2 separate regions of the Capra hircus genome follow, and region 2 is linked to region 1. The links are chromatin contacts, called in public Hi-C maps. All regions are on one chromosome and are shown on one strand. Each heading gives the region's core, a stretch centred on a gene start, on an enhancer-like site or on the middle of the called end of the contact. The rest is flanking DNA. Distances are from core to core; before and after follow the strand shown. Region 1 overlaps RECK (reversion-inducing cysteine-rich protein with Kazal motifs). Region 2 holds the start of CCIN (calicin).

Region 1 (3,607 bases), core at 555-3,054:
AGTGGAGGTGACTGTGTTTCCCAGGGAACATCTGACAATGTCTAGAGACATTTTTGGTTGTCATAACTCATGGAGTTGGGGTGCACTACTGAACTGACATCTAGCAGGTAGAGGAGTCTAGAGGTGCTGGGAAACATCTGACAATGTGCAGGACAGCCCCCCTACAACAAAGGACTATCCAGCCCCAGATGTCAACTGTGTGAAGGTTGAGAAATCCTGCTCTAGAAACTTACAAACTTGTTCAAGCTTGATTTTTAAAAACCTCGATCTTAAAAGAAATACCACTCTGGGTCACTCTTGTGGATCATTTAGCTTCAGCAAGAGACACTAATCATCTAATCCAATTCCTTATTTGACAGAAGCCAACGACTGAAGTCTAGAAAGGAGAAATACTTATGAACCCTAGCTTTCACCCACAAACAGGTCAGCAAACTATGGCACATGGGCCAAATCTTGATCACTGCCTGTTTTTGTAAATAATTTTATTAGAACACAGCCACACTCACCATTTACATATTATATATGGCTACCTCACACAATAATGTCAGAGTTGAATGGACAGTAAGCCTACAATGGTCTATAAGCCTAAAATATTTGCTATCTGACTCTTTACAAAAAGTTTGCTAACCCCTGACATAGAAGGACTCAGATGTCTCTTGATGTCACATCCAGAGCTCAGAGATATTCCCTAAGCATTTCTCATTTCTCTTAATGTTCACTGAAAGACCCTTCATGCATACAGTTACTCTAACTTACTGAACTAAAGAAATATGAACTTTCATATTTCTGCAAGGCAGCACCTCTAGTGTTAATAACATATTTACATCTTTCTTTATCAATTTTAAGGTTTCAAAGAATGTTCCTTGCAGAGAATAGACTGGTGGCTGCCAAGAGGGAGAGTGTGGGAGAGGGCTGGATTGGGAGTTTGAGATTAGCAGATGCAAACTGGTATATACAGAACTGATAAACAAGGTCCTACTGTATAGCACAGTAAACTATATTCAATATTCAGTGATGAGCCATAATGGGAAAAAGAATGTATATATATGTATAACTGAGTCACTTTTGCTGTATAGCAGTAACACTGTAATTCAACTATACTTCCATAAAAATATAAAATTAAAAACTTAGAAAATAAAAGAATGGTCCTTCATTCAAGTATACTGGTATTTGATAACTTCATCAAATCTCTGTTGCTTACTTTATATACATCATGATTTTATCATATCCTTCTCTTTCATAAGATTCTTAACCGCATGTAACTACACCTAAAGTATAAACTATAGGTAACTTTTTCTTTGGCGGGGGGCACACAGCATGTGGGATCTTAGTTCCTTGGTCCGGGATCATATCTGTGTTTCCTGCATTGTAAGCATAGAGTCTTAACCACTGGACTGCCAGAGGAGTTCCAGTAACTCTACATTTTTACTGCTTATTGTTGTTCAGTTGCTAAGTCGTGTCTGACTCTTTGCAACCCCATGGACTGTAGCCTGCCAGGCTTCTTTGTCCATGGGATTTCCCAGGCAAGAATACTGAAGTGGGTTACTTTTCCTTCTCCAGGGGATCTACCTGACCCAGGGATTGAATCCCGGTCTCCAGCAGTAGCAGGTGGATTCTTTACCGCTGAGCTACCAGGGAAGCCCTTCACTGCTTAAACTACTGCTGGTTAGTTTGACAGGGCTTAGGACACACATGAGTTGCAGCACTGGCTTACAGTTTCTTAATTTCTTTAAACGGTCAATCTTGGAGGTCTTGGCTAAAGTCAAGTCTTAAGTCTGGTGATCGGATCAAATATCTGATCGCCATCTAGTGGCAAAAGCAGGCAGTAACTGAGGGTTTATACTTGGGTTTATATGGAGTCTCTGTTGACCTCCTGCCAAAAACACTATACCCATATAAACACCTCCCCCACCCCACTCATTTTACGCTAGATCAAAATTAAAGGGTAACTGAGGTGAGAACCTACCACAACCTCAGAGACCCAAAGAACAAGCCAGCATGTGGGAGTTGACAGTGTCCCGAAAGATCTTCAAGTCCCAAAGCCTTCATGGTATAGCTGGAGAGACAGATATATACAGTAAGCAAAGGGCAGAGCTGGGGCTAGCTCCGCTTGTGCTCTCCTATGACACTATCCTGTGAGAAGACTTTGGATTATTATTTTGAAAGTAGCCAATGCAAAGCTGAATTTATGTCCATAGAGTGATCTATTTTAACAGTCTCTGTTTTTAAAATCAACATCTTAAATTGTGAAAAAAATAATCTTCTTGGTTATTATATCCTTTAAAAATTTTTGAACATGAAGTCTTTCTTCAGGCAGCTGCTTTCATTAACTAGTTCCCTGCCCTACCTTCAGTGGTTTTTGAGAACTGCAATAAGCCCTTCCACCTAGTACTGGGAGCAGGTAACCTGTAGGCAAACCTAGCAGAAAAACTAAGATACATAGTGAAATCAACAAGAACCCTATGTAATCTTTCATGTCACATCAACCTTCCTTTTGGGGTCCAAGTGGGAGGCACATTCTGCAGCTTCAGCTTCTTGTTCATAAGTTAGCTCTGTAGATTTATTTTTGACCTGGTCACCTGCTTTTCCACTTCAGTGACCCCTTCTAACATTTCTCTATTTGTCCACTTGTCTCAATCCTGTCTCTGTCCCACTGCCCTTCTACTATAACTGGTCCCCCCAGCTCCCTTCCCCATTCTCACCAATGATGATGATAAAAAAGAAAAAACAACAAGGATCGTATGAATCTTATTAAAAACAAACAAAATCAAGTTTGAATCTTGGATATTTTAGTCACTTCCGGAGAAAGACCCTAAAGAACACATTCTATGAAATGTTAATGTTTCCTATTCCCAAAGCTACTAGTTAAAAGTAAAAGGGGCTGTTTTGTTCCTAAGGCCTCAATAAATAATATCAGTTTGCTTTGCACAGATGGACTGAGATTTCTCCCAGTTTGAAGTTTTGCATGAAAAATCTAGCTTATTAAATGTTAAATCAGAGATTAAATAATTGACCTTTTTTTGGGGTCGCACCACACAGCCTGTGGGATCTTAGTTCCCTGACCAGGGATTGAACCTGGACCACAGCAGTGAAAGCACTGAGTCCTGACCACCAGATAGCAGGGAATTCCCCAACAATGGAACTTTAAAAACATGTTTTTTTAAACCTCTACAAGATGTTTTCTCCTTATTGTGGACACCATGGCTTTTTAGTGAAAAAAAATCTAAGTGACTAGAACATGTAAAGGAGTTTAATATGACATTGTTGCTGTTTAGTCACTAAGTCATGGCTGACGCTTTTGTGACCTTATGGACTGTAACCCATCACGCTCCTCTGTCCATGGGATTTCCCAGGCAAGAATACTGGAGTGGGTTGCCATTTCCCCCGACAGGGGATCTTGCTGACCCAGGGATTGGACCTGTCTCTCCTGCATTGGATTCTTTACTGCTGAGACACCAGGAAAGCCCCTTAATGCAACATGGACATCACTAAACAAGTGATTCTTCAATTTCTTCAGCATTTCAAATAATGTCATTTCAATAGTGGGGAAAAAATGAGACCCTAAACTAAGATTAACGGGTCTAGACTGCTCAGAGAAGTTTGTTCA
Region 2 (3,607 bases), core at 768-3,267, 86 kb before region 1:
GAGCCCAGGATCTCCACCTTCAGGGCCAAACAGAGACTAAAAAGGAACCAACGCCTTCCTCTCTATTTCTCTCTCACTAAATTGTGAATAATAATGCATTTACTTATTCTCCCACTTAAAAAGTTGTTTAAATCCTTTGAAGAATCTTGCAAGGTAGCTTGGCTAGACAGCAGGCAGGACAGTCCAGTGCCTCCGGTGGGGGGGCCAGGGTCTTCCACTCGCCTGCCTTTTGGTCCAGCAGGTAGGCGTTTGGATTGATGGTATAGTCCTTTGCCTGGACATCGCTGGTTGTGGTGACACCTCCGCACACAAACACTCTGTTGTCTCCAACAGAGCATATAGCATGGGACACATCCAAGGGGCAGTTGTTGGGCAGAAGAGGCACTGAGGTGGTTGTCTTGTTGGCCTTTACCTTCTGCAGGTTGATCTCCACACTCTGCCGGTGGCTATACACGCAGAGGATGTTGTCCTGATGAAAAGAGAGCAGGGGCCGGTGGTTGAACTCAATAGGAAAGGTGATACACTGGACCACCTCCCCAGTGTTGGTATCGAAGCAGTCCACCACCCCAACCCGGGAGATGTAACCCTTCACCAAGCACCGCCCGGTGACAATATACAGGTTCCGGTCACCCTTGGTGATCACGGCTGTGCCGTCCATAGGAATGCTCATCTTCCCTGCCAGGCACCAGGTCTCCTTGCGCTCATCATAGCGATAGATGTTAGAGACATAGCGCCTTGGGGCAATGCTGCCTCCCACTGAGTATACTGTCCCCCCGCAGGTCACCATGGTGTGGAAGACAAGCCCAATTGGCAGGTCGGGCAACTTGGTCCAGGAGTTGTCATCCATGTCATACCGCCAAGCCGTCTTCAGCCCTGAAATCTGCTCAGTGGTTCCACCAGAGATGTAGATGTAGCGACCAGCAGAGGTGGCACTCAGTGCTGCTGCCCGGTAGGGCATCTCTGAGAGCTTCAACCACAGGTTCTCCTGGATGATATAAGCAAACACTCCATCGTTGAACTTGCCATGGGCCTTCTGGCCACCTAGGATGACCACTGAATCAAGCAGGGCCCCTTTCCGCTGGTAGCTCAGCAGACTGGTTGGCCTCTCCTGTTTGCGGTCCACAAGGACACTCTCAATCAGGGTTGAGTGGGCTGAGCTGTTCTCCATGCCCATCAGCTTGTTGCTGGCATACATTAGCGTCTTGTTGGAGACAGCATTGAGGTTGATGTAATTGAAGAACTTCTTGAAATACTTCTCCCGCTCATCCTTCCGGAAGCATACCCAATTGATGAGTGCATTGAGAGCCTGGTCTTCGTTGAGTACATGCAAGTTTTCATCTCGGAGCAGGCGGCCGAAGATGACAGGTGGACAGCGCATGAAGTGCATGCTGCCCTCAGGACTGGCCCAGTAGTGGAAGTTGTCACGAATGCCAGAGTAGGCCAAGTCTGACACCTCTTTGAGCTCAAACAACTCAGCCAAGAAGAGGTAGCGCAAGCAGTTGGCACGGCGGATGGACTTGATCAGGAAGTCATTGCAGTGAATTCGAAGGCGGGGTGTGTTGAAATACTGGGCCCCGCGAAGGAGCTCTTCCACGTTCTGTTCTGAGATCACCACCTTGCCACTGTAGAAGTAGTCTAGGAGCTGGTCCACTGTGGTCGGACTCAGGTAGTTGGGGTCAATGGTGATAAAGAGCTCATCGGTGGTCTTCATGTCATGGTTGGAGATGAGGTTCTTCACCAGCGGGGAGACTGCAGCCAGCACATTGCGATGTGCAAAGAAGACATGGTGGTCCACAGTCAGGGCTATGTCCCAGTACTCTTTGCGTTTTCTCTGTTTGTTCAGGTTCTGCAGTACGAAGCTGTTGTAGTTTTTCTCGGTGAATTCCAATTTCATAGTGCTTCTTGCTGGGTGAGACAGAAGATCAGCAGTAGGTACTGGAGAACAGACTTTCTCAGGCCTTTGGGATTCAGACTGATGGTTGTTTGCAGAGCAGTTGATCAGGGAGGAGTGGGAATAAGAGAGAGGATGATGTCATAGAATGGATGAGGTCATCACAATGCAGGCCCCCCTCCCTGAGGCCTTTCTCAGAGGCACAGGGCTTTTCTCCCCTCTGATGGCTCTGATCTGCCAAGGCCAGATACCCTGCCAGGACCTAGTCCAGGGCCCAGAACTCAGGAGGAAACTCAGAGATGGGTCACAGCTCCCACCTGGGACCTTCAACCTCACTTCAGGGAGGCTTCTGGAATGTCAGGGCCAGTCTGGGCGGGGCTAGTATGGGGAAGGCTATTAGGAAGGCTGGGGTAAGGATTTTTACATCATCTAGAGGAATGTACATTGCACAGGAGGGAAACCAAGGCCCATAGAAGAGCATGAACTTGCCCAAGATCACGTAGCTAGTTGGAAGCAGAGCAGGGCCTGAAACCCAGTCCTTCTGAAACCCACCCTTCCGGGATGCTCCTAACTACTCCTCTGTCTGTGATTCTCAAGCCCCAAAGCACCTTTCACTACCAAGGCTCCTGGATATTAGAGAAGAAAAAGCTGTGTTCTTTGGCTTCTGACCTTTGCGGCTACAGACATCATTCTTCACATTGGGTCGGCCAAAAAGAAACGACCTTTTTGGCCGACCCAATAAAACGGAGAGGTGGCGGCCCCTCAGGGAGCAAGGACGCAGGAGTTACTCTCGGACCGGGGGATGAGAGGGCCCTCGAAGCCCTGATTATTTCAGTTTCACGGAAAATCGGGCCATTCTGTCCACACTTCCAAGTCTCTAGCTTGTAAAATGTTGGAGGCTGGGATAGGTCAGCTTTCCCCATCAGCTGGGGACTTGGACAAGTTTCTCATTCTCTCTAAAACCTCAGTTTCCTCCGCTGTGAGATAGGAATAATAGCTGCATCCGCTTAAAAGATGATTAAGAGTTTACAAGACAAAAGGGCCGGAAAATGTTAAGCCCAGTGTTTGGTTCGCAACAATCGTTCAACAGATGCTAGCTGCCATTTCACTAGTTCGCCAGGCTTCGGTGTTCCTGGCTGGCTGCTCCTTTCCTAAACACTTGTGGTTCTCTGTGATCGTTGGCAAGTCTGGAAATCCCCATCTCCTAGGGCTGGGCTCCGTGCGCCGCCTCAGCCACGCGGTGGCGCTGAAGAGTCATCTCCCGCCTGGGAACGGCGAACTCATTATCGCCCCCGGTGCCACTCCCTCTTCTCTGACCCGATCGCCGCAAAACACCCTGTGCCCATTTTTCAGACACAGGTAAAGCCCCAGATCGCGGGCGCACGGCCGAGCGGCTAGAAAGGAGACATCCAGAACTCTAGGCGTCCCCCTTGGTGCCCCGCCGGGTGCCACGTCCACGGCCCACCCCGCCTCCGAGCCGGCGTGGGGGCTCCCCAAGTTCCCGTGGCGCTGCTGTGCCCAGGAGGGGATAAGGACCAGCCACAGCCTCCCACGGAAGAGGGCCGGCTCCTGCGGGTCCCACCCGGACCAGCCTTCGGGGCTCCCAGCACCCGGCTCAACAGCGTAGACCCTGGCGGCAACAGCAAGGTCGTACAGAGAAGACTTGGGCTCGGACCGCACCCTTGATCCCTGAGCCCCACTCCTGACCGTCAGGCC

What was found. Hi-C and Micro-C count contacts between places; a contact is called where the count stands out from the background.
Region 2: a contact with region 1 is called in a Hi-C map of blood, with 5 times the contacts expected there. The contact joins the promoter of CCIN here to the enhancer-like site in region 1. A contact is called at or near these places in 4 of 5 Hi-C or Micro-C datasets (blood and liver).

Annotation. Positions count from the first base shown.
Region 1 is chr8:60,049,043-60,052,649 of ARS1.2, reverse strand. The region is part of intron 6 of RECK (reversion-inducing cysteine-rich protein with Kazal motifs); the gene reads right to left. Among named protein-coding and RNA genes, the nearest start is that of RECK, 36 kb to the right of the region's middle. Within about 2 kb of position 1,804, at least 1 of the 5 cell types and tissues checked has an H3K27ac peak or open chromatin away from gene starts, as enhancers often do.
Region 2 is chr8:60,134,769-60,138,375 of ARS1.2, reverse strand. It overlaps CCIN (calicin), which reads right to left and starts at 2,017. Exons shown (of 1, transcript XM_018052832.1): 1 at 42-2,017. The coding sequence starts at 1,894. The coding sequence ends at 128.